Regions from separate parts of the Mus musculus genome. Here all the other regions are linked to region 3. The links are chromatin contacts, called in public HiChIP or PLAC-seq and promoter capture Hi-C maps. All regions are on one chromosome and are shown on one strand. The core of a region is the stretch at or near the end of the contact, and the rest is flanking DNA. Distances in the headings are between cores, read along the strand shown. Region 1 holds the start of Gga1 (golgi associated, gamma adaptin ear containing, ARF binding protein 1). Region 2 holds the start of Mgat3 (mannoside acetylglucosaminyltransferase 3). Region 3 holds the start of Csnk1e (casein kinase 1, epsilon).

The links. Promoter capture Hi-C pulls out the DNA fragments that hold promoters and counts their contacts. HiChIP or PLAC-seq counts read pairs in DNA pulled down with a chosen protein or histone mark.
Region 1: a contact with region 3 is called in an H3K27ac HiChIP or PLAC-seq map of microglia, with 5 times the contacts expected there. The contact joins the promoter of Gga1 here to the promoter of Csnk1e in region 3. A contact is called at or near these places in 2 of 484 Hi-C or Micro-C datasets (both in embryonic stem cells) and 3 of 115 datasets of contacts at active chromatin or transcription factors (bone marrow-derived macrophages, microglia and pancreatic cancer cells).
Region 2: a promoter capture Hi-C map of cranial neural crest shows a contact between it and region 3. The contact joins the promoter of Mgat3 here to the promoter of Csnk1e in region 3. A contact is called at or near these places in 1 of 39 promoter capture datasets (cranial neural crest) and 1 of 115 datasets of contacts at active chromatin or transcription factors (pancreatic cancer cells).

The regions. Positions count from the first base shown.
Region 1 is chr15:78,875,790-78,879,600 of GRCm38.p6, forward strand. It overlaps Gga1 (golgi associated, gamma adaptin ear containing, ARF binding protein 1), which reads left to right and starts at 1,401. Exons shown (of 17, transcript NM_145929.2): 1 at 1,401-1,828. The coding sequence starts at 1,786.
Region 2 is chr15:80,171,367-80,175,031 of GRCm38.p6, forward strand. Mgat3 (mannoside acetylglucosaminyltransferase 3) reads left to right here and starts at 2,355. Exons shown (of 2, transcript NM_010795.4): 1 at 2,355-2,472.
Region 3 is chr15:79,439,971-79,443,590 of GRCm38.p6, forward strand. Csnk1e (casein kinase 1, epsilon) reads right to left here and starts at 2,087. Exons shown (of 11, transcript NM_013767.6): 1 at 1,958-2,087.

The DNA of each region.
Region 1 (3,811 bases), core at 151-2,650, 560 kb before region 3:
GGTGGAGAAAGAAGGATCAGAGATCAAGTCTATAGTGCGTTCAAGGCCTGCCTAGGCTTACAGGAGACCCTGCCTCTGTCGCTCCACCAAAAGTGCCTGTGAGTAGTGATCTGACTTTAAATCAATTTGGCAAATGCAGTTTGGGTTTTTGTTTTGGGTTTTGTTCTGTGTAGCCCTGGGTCCTGGAACTCGCTCCGTAGACCAGGCTGACTTTGAACTCGGAGATTCACCTGCCTCTTCCTCTCAAGTGCTAGGTGGCGTGCGCCACCACTGCCCGGCCTGCAGTTGGGTTTTATTTCATTAACAATTTTAAAAATAAAGAAAACAAAGCAGGCGGAGCCCATCTTGTTACCCTCTCCCGTATCTTATAGGTTGCAGGAGAGAATTAAACGTCTCACTGAGAGTTGGGTTCAGAAGAAAACCCGACTGAAATGAGGTAACTGGTTCTGCAAGGTGAATACTGATCCCTCCAAGGCCACAGGCATGCGGAACTGGATTCGCCGGTTCCTTGGTCTCAGATGCTCTTTAACTCTTCCTGGCACAGGCTCGCTGGAGAGGGCACAGTAGCCAGTTCCCCCGACGGCCGCCAGAGGCTACAGAGAGCGAACTGGCATTCCTGAGAATTAGCCAAGGCGACCGCAGAGGGTGGAAAAAGCGGGTGAAAGTACCTCACATTTTGCCTCCTCCTAAACCACCTCAAAAAAAGAGCCTGACGTCGTCACCATTCCAGTTTGGGGAAAGATAACCTCTCATTTTGCCACCACCTCTCTGGCTTCCCCATCACCTTGAGAGTGTTACGTGCTTTGAGATACGATATTCCACACTGGCCTTGAACTGATAACCTCCTGCCTCTGTCTGATAAGTGCGGGCGTTATCATCACCTTGTAGGATATATATCTGGCCTTGTCTTTCTCTCCAGGGCTGGGCACCGAATAACCCAAATGCAAGGAGTTTCTAAACTGAATGCAGAATTAAGTACTCGGTGCAAGCACTGACCCCTAATGACCTCAGGCAAACTCATAACCTGGCTCCCGGGTTTGAATGTAGATTCATAGGTTAAGAAAAAAAAAAGACTTAGCCCTTTGCTGGGCGTGGTGGCACACTTCTTTAATGTCTGCACTTGGGAGGCGGAAAAAGGCGGATCTCAGGAATTCCACGCCAGCCTATTCTACAGAGCGAGCTTCAGGACTGCCAGAGCAAGACAGTGAGCCCTTGTCTCAAAGGGGAAAAAACTGCTCAGAACAATGCCTAGGGCTTTAAGAGCTAAACAAACGTTAGCTTAACCTCATCGCGTTGGCGGCGGCCACAGTGCCCAGTTGCCCTTTTAAGGGACTTTGACATCTTCCCACGTAAGCGGAAGTACCCCTGAGGGCTCCGGAAGTGACTTCAGAACCCCTTCAGAAACATGGCTCCGGAGCGTTGTCCCGGAAGCGGTCACGGGTCTCTGCGTGACGCTAACTGAGTTAGAGCGGTCCCGCGGGGTTTCTATGGTGCCGCCCGCCACCCCCAGGCTCTCCTCTTCCTCTCCCGCCCGAGCGCCCGGAGCTGCGAGGCCGCCGACCAGCCCCACCGGCGACTCCGCCAGCCGCCAGGGGGAGGGGCGCCGACGAGGCGACGCTCTAGGCGGCTCCACCCGCGTCTCGATGGTGCCCGGCGTCCCGGTGCCGCGTTCCTACTCCGCGGGGTGGACGCGGCCCCTTTAACCGGCCGAGGGCGGAGCCGAGGAGTTCCCGCGAGAGCGGCCGGGGGGCGGGGGGCGGCGCCGAGGCCGGGGGCCCGTGGCGGATGGAGCCCGCGATGGAGCCGGAGACTCTGGAGGCACGAATCAGTGAGTGTCCGGGAGGGGCGCGAGCCGGACCGGAACCGGAACCGGGGGCGCGAGGCTGGCCCCTCTCTCTCTCCCGGCGGGGCGGGGTCCGCGCGCCCCCTCCTCACGCCCCGCCCCCCGACCCGGAGGGGCGGCGCCCCAGTCTGTCGCTCCGCTCGGACCCTGGCAGCTGCGCGCAGCCTGGCCGGGAGCGGGCGCCGCCCACCCACCCCGGTGACCCGGTGGCGCAGAGTTATCCCGGACCCCCGAAGGCCCTGCCTGTTGCACCAAAGCGCAGACCCTCGAGTCTTCCCCTAGAGGGATCCCCCCACTTCCTCAGGGCCTGAGTCTTTCAAACCCTGTGCCCGCAGCTCTTCTTAGATCTGCTCGGTCCCCCAGCCCAGGAAAGGGGGGACCCCTGGCCCATCTGATCCAGCTCTGTCCGCGCCTGGAGAAACTCCCAGTGCTTGAAAGGGTCCCGTCTAAGACTCCATAAGGAAATCAAGTTCTCTGTCGTTATACCCAAGCCCAGCCTTGCTTTGCGTCCCAGATTGCTTTCCTAGCCCCTGCTGAGCCTCCTCCCCAGGCCTCTGTCCTTGTTTCCTGTCTCCTTCGAAACAGCTTCCTCCAACTCTGGCTTCCAAGCCCCATCCTCTGTTCTCCCTGTCCCACACTGCTTGTTGAAGATCCTTGGCCTTGCCAACCCCATTCCTGAACTCTGCCCCTGGGAGCTGCAGGTTGGCTCTTCTGGTCCATTTAGTGACAGGTCTGTCCCAAGGCCTTTCAGGGATGTGACCCAGAGAAGCCTTCCGGTCTATCCTCAAGCTCAACCTCCTGGTCTGAGATATAGCAAGGATCTGTGCAGGGTGGTGTGGGCCGACATGGTCAGCATCTTTGAAGCCAGCCTCGAAGGAAGTTGAACTGGAAGGTTGATTCCCAGAGCTCACCGATCTGGGGGGGGGGGGGGGGGCGGAGGAGAGTCAGCCTGGCAGTGGGGTTGATTGGTGGTTAGAAGGAGACAGTGACCATGGACTGCATGAGATACAGTACTGCACGGGTCTCAGGAGGTCAGAGGTAAAAGAGGACCATAGATATTTTCCCCATCTGTCTTAGTCAGGGTTTCTATTCCTGCACAAACATCATGACCAAGAAGCAAGTTGGGGAGGAAAGGATTTATTCAGCTTACATTTTCCACATTGCTGTTAATCACCAAAGGATGTCAGGACTGGAACTCAAGCAGGTCAGGAAGCAGGAGCTGATACAGAGGCCATGGAGGGATATTCTTTACTGGCTTGCTTTCCCTGGCTTGCTCAGCCTGCTCTCTTATAGAACCAAGACTACCAGCCCAGAGATGGTCCCACCCACAATGGGCCTTTCCCCCTTGATCACTAATTGAGAAAATGCCTTACAGCTGGATCTCATGGAGGCACTTCCCCAACTGAAGCTGCTTTCTCTGTGATAACTCCAGCTGTGTCAAGTTGACACAAAACTAGCCAGGACAGCATCTGAAGAGTCATGCCCAGTTGTGAAATACCTCTCTCCCTCAAGTACTTTCCTCTGCCACTTGCCAGGGGAGATGAGCCCCCCCCCCCACACACACACACACACGCACACGCACTGTGGAGGTTGGGGAAAGGGGTGGGGTCATGTCTCTTCCAGTTCTAAGATCTTCCGTTTGCTCAATGCTGGGGAGAAACTGATCCTGGCCAGAGTTTCCTCTTCCCTGGCTCCTGACTCGGATTGCTTGGCTCCACCCTTGCTGGGGCTCACGTGCCTTTGACACTTCGAGGACTTCCTGTTCTAGCCCTTTTTCTCAGCTGTCACTGAGAGGCCAGTACCCCGAACCTTCTCCTTGCCTCCAGATTGCAGGCTCTCTTCCCAGTGTTCAGTCCCTTAGCCATTGTGGGGGACTGGGAGGTCGGGAAATGTGCAGCCTGACCTAAGGAAGAAGAGATGTTGCTGGTGTCCCTGGGGGCCTCACTGGTGACATCTGTTCCTCTCAAG
Region 2 (3,665 bases), core at 1,105-3,604, 730 kb after region 3:
GCAATTGTTCCCCGAGCCAAATCAGCTCTAGAAAGAAAGAGCCAGCTTGAGTTGTAAGGTGACACCGTGCAACATGCTGGGGGCAGGATAATCTTGTATCTGGGCTTCTCCCAACTCCAGCTCCTACAACCTCCAAGTTTACCAGCCAGTCCTGAGGAAAGGGGGGCGGGGGGCGAGGACCACCTACCAAGCCCCTCCCTACACCCCCCCCCAACAGGAAGTGACTAAACGGGTAGCCAGATGCTGCTGATATCGGTAGGAAGGACGATCCTAGCACCCTACTCTACAATGAAGAAGCTCAAGGGTTCACGGTGGGACAGGACTAGAACCCAAGCTTTAGTAAGTCCATATTCCCTGCCTCAAGCTGCTTTGTCAAAGAGAAGGAACTGAAAGAGGTCAGAGGAAGGGGAAATAGAGGCTCTCTCTTTCTTTCCTGCCAGATCCAGGGGAGGTGAGCTCCTCCTCCCAACGGGTCTGGGCTGAGCCAGGGAGGGGCATTTGCTATCCTGGACCATACCCAGGACGGCCTAGGAAGTCACTTGCTATCTCTGAAGGGCTGGGGAAATCTGTACTCACCACACTGTCCCAAAAGACCAGGAAAGAAACCCCAAGACACGGAGGCGGACTTTGGTATGACCCTAACCGAGACAGCTCCTCCTCCTTCCCAGAGGCCTCCCAAGAAGCTTGGGAATTTGGAAAAGGAAGGAAAACAAAGATCCAAGGGTGAGTGGGGGGTCGGGGTGGGGAGAGAGAGCAAGCAGCAGGTCTCCAGAACCTTCCAGATGTGTCCAACTCTGTGCAGGGCAAGGCCAGGCCATCTCTTTTCCTCCACACAACTGCAGGGGGTGGTACTTCTCATTGCCTCCTAATGCAGAAGGCTCAGGGCAGGCAAATGGGAGTGTTTTGCATTATACTGAAATCAAAGGCCATGCAAGTTGTGTGTGGAATATAACCTATGGTAACTGGCTGGCATATGGGAGGGTCTGGGTTTCATTCCCAGCGCCACAATAAGTAAATACATTCAGACAAATTGATAACCTTGAGAGGGAGACAAGTTATAGAGGTGGTGTACTGGTTTTTAGGTCACAACAGAATGCCTCAAATCAAGAAAAAGTGTCAGGGCTGGAGAAATGGCTCAGTGGTTAAGAGCACCCTTCCAGAGAATCTGAGATCAAGTCCCAGCACCCATGTCAGGTGCTTCTGACTGCAATCCAGCAGGGCTCTGGGGATATTTAGATCATTTAGAGCCGGGTGTTGGTGGTGCACGCCTTTAATCCCAGCACTCAGGAGGCAGAGGCAGGCAGATCTCTGTGAGTTCAAGGCCAGCCTGGTCTACAGAGTTGAGTTCCAGGACAGCCAGGGCTACACAAGAGAATCCCTGTCTTGAAAAAACAAAATAAATAAATCTATCATAGGTGACCTGAGTGCTAGAGATGCCCATTATAAGCAGCATCCTGGGGGTGGGGGGTGGGGAAGAAGAATGGAGAAACCTCCAAGTCTGGGGTTGAATCCCAGATCCAGCACATTCTGTCACCCTCTGCGCCTCATGGGTGGCTTTGTGCATTGATGAAGAGGGTGGAGGCAGAAGGATGTACAGAGGCCAACACATCCGAGCAAGACACAAACTAGCACGGACACTGTGTCGACCCAGTACCCAGTGTTTTAGACGCTTTCCTGTACCAGGCCTCTGCATAGGGCTACAGTGATGTACACACCGGTCAGGACTTTGTCACACCACCACACAGGAGGCCTGTGCCCCCAGCCACAGTATGCCCACAATCACGCCACAGTACGGATCTATCTACACACCCCATGCACATAAGGGCCAATCTATCACACGCTGCAGAACACAGACACACAGATCCACTCACACGCAGAGCCCGACAAGCACTTTGGCCAGCTCCGCCTCACACAGCACACACACCCGCACAGGACGCCCGGGCAGTGGGCCGGCGCACGCACGGTCACAGGCAGGGCACGCGCACACTCGCGCGTCCGATTGCTGCGCACACACACACACACAGAAACACACACATACACACGAAAGAGGCGCGGGGCGGTGGCGGGAGCTCGCGGTCCAGGCGCCCCTGGCCCGGAGCGCGCAAAGCCCGGCTGGCGGGGGAGGGGACGCGGCCGCGCGGGGGCGGGGCGGGGGCCGGCGGGAGCGGGCACCTCCAGCGCAGCGCTCGGCCTCGCCGCCGCGCCCCCGCTACCGCCCCGGGGTGCAGTCAAGCGGCCGCGCCGGGCCCGCGGGACGGGGTGGAGGTGGGGTGGGGGGCGGGGATCGGGCCGGGCCCGGGCCGCGCTGCCTGCGATGCCGGGCGCCCGCCGCAGCCGCCGCCGCCGGAGCCCGGGATGGGGCGAGGAGAGGCTGCGGCGGACGCCAGCATCTCCCCGCCGGGGACCCCGGGGGCCCCGGAGCCGCCGCCGCCGCTGCTTCTACCGCCGCTGCTGAGACCCAGCGGACGATGGGTGAGTTGACCCTGGAGCCGGGGACCCGCGCCGCAGCCCTGCATCTTCCCCGCACCCCAGGCCTCGCCTCCGCGTCCTCCCCACTCCCGTCTCCCCCCGTGGTGGTCCCGCAGCCCCGGGGGCGGGGGCATGGGGCCGAGTAGGGGCGAGATGTGGGGGACTGCTTAACCGGCGCCCCCTGCCCCCACCCGCCTGCTCTCCGCAGCTCTCCGTGGCCGCGGGGCAGAGCCTGGCGCGGCGACCCCCTCCCTTGGCTGGACCGGGGTGGGGTGGGGGCGTCCCGAGGCGCGGAGCTCCAGCCATGCTTTGTGCGCTGCGCTCCCTTCCACCTCCGGCGCAGCTCGGGGCTGGGGGCGCGAGGCCTCAGCTCTTGCCTTCCCCACCCCCGATCCCGGGCTGCTGCGGCTGCTGGCCGAGGCCCAGGCGCGGTTGGGGTGCTGGGCGAGTGTGGGGGCTGTGGCTGGAGCTGTAACTACAGCTGCCTTAGTGGGGAGCAGGGAAAAGCTTAGCATGAGAGGCCCCCACCTTCTACTGGGGAGGGGTCTCCCTCTCTTTGCACTGCACTGCCCAGGGCGGAGGAGGGCTCCTGGCTGGGGGAGGGCGCTATAAATATCTACAAATAGTTCTAGAACCGGGCTGGGGTGGGGAGGGGAGCTTGCTTGGTTGTGCTAGTGGCGGGGGTGCCTGAGCTGGGGCGCAGCATCTCTGACTGCTGCGCCCCAGTCATCTCCGATGGCCTGAGGTCTGATGATGTTCCCTCGCCTGCGGAACTCAGAAGGGGGATGTAGGCAGGAACATTTTCCCTACTGGGATTTTTCTGTGGTCCTCCATCATCTCTGGGACACGGGTGCAGAAATGCCTTCATGGGGGATTGACCTGGAGGGACACAGTTATTAAAGGTCCAGGCAATGAGCCAACCGTGAGGATGACAGGGAGAGCAAGACAAGGCTCTCTCCTTCTGGGAGCTGGCAACTCCAGGATTATTAGTGCTGCCCAACGCTAAGGAGATAGGCAGGGTTTCTGGGAAAGTTAGAAAGAGGGGCTCTTTGCTCTAGGGAGGAAGAACCTACTGGAAGACGGAAAAGTTCCCAGGGCTGAAGAAATAGTAAGAGAAAGGACCGAGAGATGTGCTCTCTGGTGTGTTGAGAGATGGTGTGTAGCATGGTGGGACACTGAACCACGAGGAGAAATGA
Region 3 (3,620 bases), core at 837-3,336:
GAGCTGGTGTGAGGGAACAAGAGGGCACTCCTTTGGCAGATAGATGGGAACCGGAGCCCAGAGTGGCCTTGCTACCATCCCCACAGAAGCTAGCCAATGGTAGAAATCTCACCTAGGACCAAACAGGGGTCCAGCTGGCCCACCTGGTGGCCTCCTACCCAGAACTTATTTCACTCCAGGCTTGAGAAGTAAAACCCTTCGGTGAGACAGTGACTGCTGGCTTGCTTGGGGGTAAGGGGTGCTGACCCTTTCCCTGTGCCAAGCCTGCCCCCAGATACCAGGCCTGGAAGGAAACCAGGAGAGATTCACTGGGGCTCCTCCATCAGCCCCAGAAGCGAGAGAGCCAAGCCAGGAGAGACACCCTAGCCTAGTACTAAGTCCCCGAGAGCCACCACTGTCCTTCTACCAGCCACAAGGAAGTGGCTGCCGCTGGGTGCCAGCCAAACTCTGGGCTCTCCCATCATGGGTCTTTGCCCACATGGCTGAGTTGCCCTGATTGCCAAGAACAGGACTGCATATCTGCAGAAAACCCACCAGCCTGGCACCACAGGTCCACACATGGTCCAGCTTGCTAAGGGCACCCGCCAAGGGGAACATGGGAGTAGAGGCTCACACTTAGGATCCCTACAGGAAAGGGGGGGCTGGCTGTGTACTCACAAACACCCCCCCCCCCCAAAGCCGGGTTTCCACTAACGCCGACTCAGAGACCATACATGGCATCTGGGAAAGCCACAGGTTAGGAAAGGAACATAAATATACTGCATCCTATATTACATAAATACCCACGCCAGGTTATATAAATACCAGTGCCCTCTGTCTGGGAGTCTTACATAAATACACTGCACATGACCCCCCAAGCCCCTCTCCACTCACGGCTCTCTGCACAATCACCAACCCTGAAGGACCCTACCAACGCCAGGGTCTCCCCACCCTGGAGACCAGAGCCCTGGAGTCTAGCGTGTCCCAGCCCTCCTCCACTTAAAAGCCCCCCTCCACCGCCACCCCAAGAAATTGACTTTGGGGTGGGGGCTCCTTCAGGAAATCAGAGTAGCTTTCCAATTCTTCACTCTGTCCCTTACGGGAGGGGTGGGGGAGGGGAATAAACAAAGTTAAAAAAAGGGGGGGGTGGCCATGAGGAGTCAAGACTTCTCAGCTGGTTAGAAAAATTACAACTACAAGCAGCTGGGCACATGGGCAGTCCCGTGTCACCCTGCCATACACACACACCTCCTGACACACACACCACCCACCTTCCACAGGGCCAAGACCCTGGTCAATGAATCAGTAGAATAAAAACTGAAGGAATGCCCTAAACCTAGGAAAGGCGTCCCAAACGCAAGTATTCATTGGAACTGCACCCCCTTCTCTCTCTCTCTAGACCCCCTTTCCAAAGGGAGGCTATGCTAAGAAATATGTGGGGAAACTCTGGACAAAGTAGGGGGAGGGGGTGGCCTAAGTCGCAGCCCTGCCTCTGAGGCGCCCAGGCACCCAGCTTTCACAGGCTTGAAGCACAAGGCTGTCTCGCACACCGCAATGAGAAGCCAAGCGATAAATAACCCCCTCCCTTCTTCTCGCCACAAAGGAAAACAAAGCCGGTGGCCCGGGTGACCACGCACCCCATCACTTAGGACCCCCGCGCGCCCCCACCCTACGCGAGAACGGCCTCGGTGACCCGGAGCCCAGGACACAGAGGAGGGGCCGAGGCCGGCCCGGAACCCGAGCGCCCCCGGGACCCCAGCCAGGCCCCTGCCGCAGGTCCCCCGCCCCAACCCGGGGCCGCCTCGGTGCACCCGGCGGCCTGCGAAGCGCCCGTCCCCTCCGCGTCCCCGGCCGCGCCTTTGTCCTCACGGGCGGCGCCCCCAGCCCTGCGCGGATGCGCGTGTCCGCCCCGCGCTCGCGCAAAAAGAAAACACAAAGAGGCGGAGGGAACCCCGCTTCCCCGGCCCCCGATGCTCACCGCGCCGGGGCGGCCGCCGGGGCGGATGCCAGAGGATTCGCCGGGCCGCGGGCGCGCCAGCCTCTCCCCGGCCCGCTGCGCTGCGCTCGGCCCGGCCGGGCTCAGGCTCCGCGCTCCGCCGCCTCCCGCCGCCCGCCCCCGCCGCCGGCTCGCGCGCTCCCTACCCGCGCGCGCGTCCCCGCGGTTCCCATTGAGCCCCGGGCCCGCCCGCTGATGTCATCCCCCGCCCGCCGCCGCCGCCCCGGAGGATTTAAAGGGCCCGCAGCCCCCGGAGAGCGTGTTCTGACGCTGCCACCCTGGGTGAGGGGCACACAAAACTAAGATTTCCTATACTCAGGCCTTGCCCTATCTCCAGCCAAAGCTGCGGGGACCCCCGAGAGAATCAGCTGAGACTCCTGGCACTGCAAAAGAGATTTAGGGCTCAGTAGCCTGAAGGCTGTAGAGAACACTGGCCAGGGGCTTTGGGAATAAAGCATAGGGACTGAGGGGCGTGGACAAGGACCAAGGATGTGTGGTCAGAGAAAACTCCAGGCAGACACTTTTCTTTGCTCTGTCCTCTGCCGTTCAGATCCACTGTGACAGTCCCTCAGATTCCAACGTAGTTTCACCCATTGAGCCCCCTGCCCCTCACCAAGAACTCACACGTGAGTCAGGGACCCAGAGGTGCTCATTCAACAAAGTCATCCCCCAGACAATGCCTGAATGTCCTTAACTGCAAACGAGGAAGAAGGACCATAGCCTTCCCAGGTCATGGGAGAGTTAATGAAGGCTTCCCACCAGCTTCCAGCTCCACCATGGAAGGTCCCAGCACAAGGCTATTAAAATGATATTTACAGTGGGTCATGCAAAGCTCCAACTTATGACACACCTACATTCTCTCTCTACACACACACACAACTGTTACTGTGGACATAGTACCTCTGATCACCCCGGAAGCACATCTCAGAAAGAGTCACTTCATAATAACCGCATCTTCTCCCCGAGGCTGAGGAGATTGCTGGGAGACCTATAGACCAGGTCCTATCACAGGGCAGGAGGGCAGGATACTGTGGCCCAGAGAGGGCAAAAGGTCTGCCCAGGCCCACACAGCCCAGCAAGATGGCCATGTTCATCTGGTGGACCTGGGGATGCCGATCAGAAGACCAGGAGAATGAGGAGGAGCTGCCTCCAGAGGCCTCTGTGATGGTAAACCGGGCAACTGGCTCTCTCTGCCCAGGTGGTGGACTGAGCATGGCCCGCTTGGTGCTTTTTGGCTTTGCGTTTGTCAATTGATTCACAATTGGCAGGTTTTGTATGACAGGCCCGCATTCTCTCCTGAAGCCTTGGCCACGCAGGGCACAAATCCTCACCAGAGGCAGCTGGTCTGGACAGCAGTCAGCCTCAGTGGTCAGAGCCCAGGCCGTGGGGCCTTGGCAAGACTGAGCAGAACACAGCAAGCATCAATGTCCTCCTAGCAATGTTACCACCCAAACCTTCCAACATGGGCCCAGCTTTCCAAACGTAGGCCTGTTCTGCTGCAGCGCCAGGAGAGGCATTCAGCTCATTTAACCCTCTCCAGTGAGGACAGCAGACAGAGTTGATGTTCACTCTGTGGTTTCCAGAAAGGGAATTGGAGGTACCTCAGCCCTCACGCGGGGGTATGGATCAAGGGTGAACCTGTCTG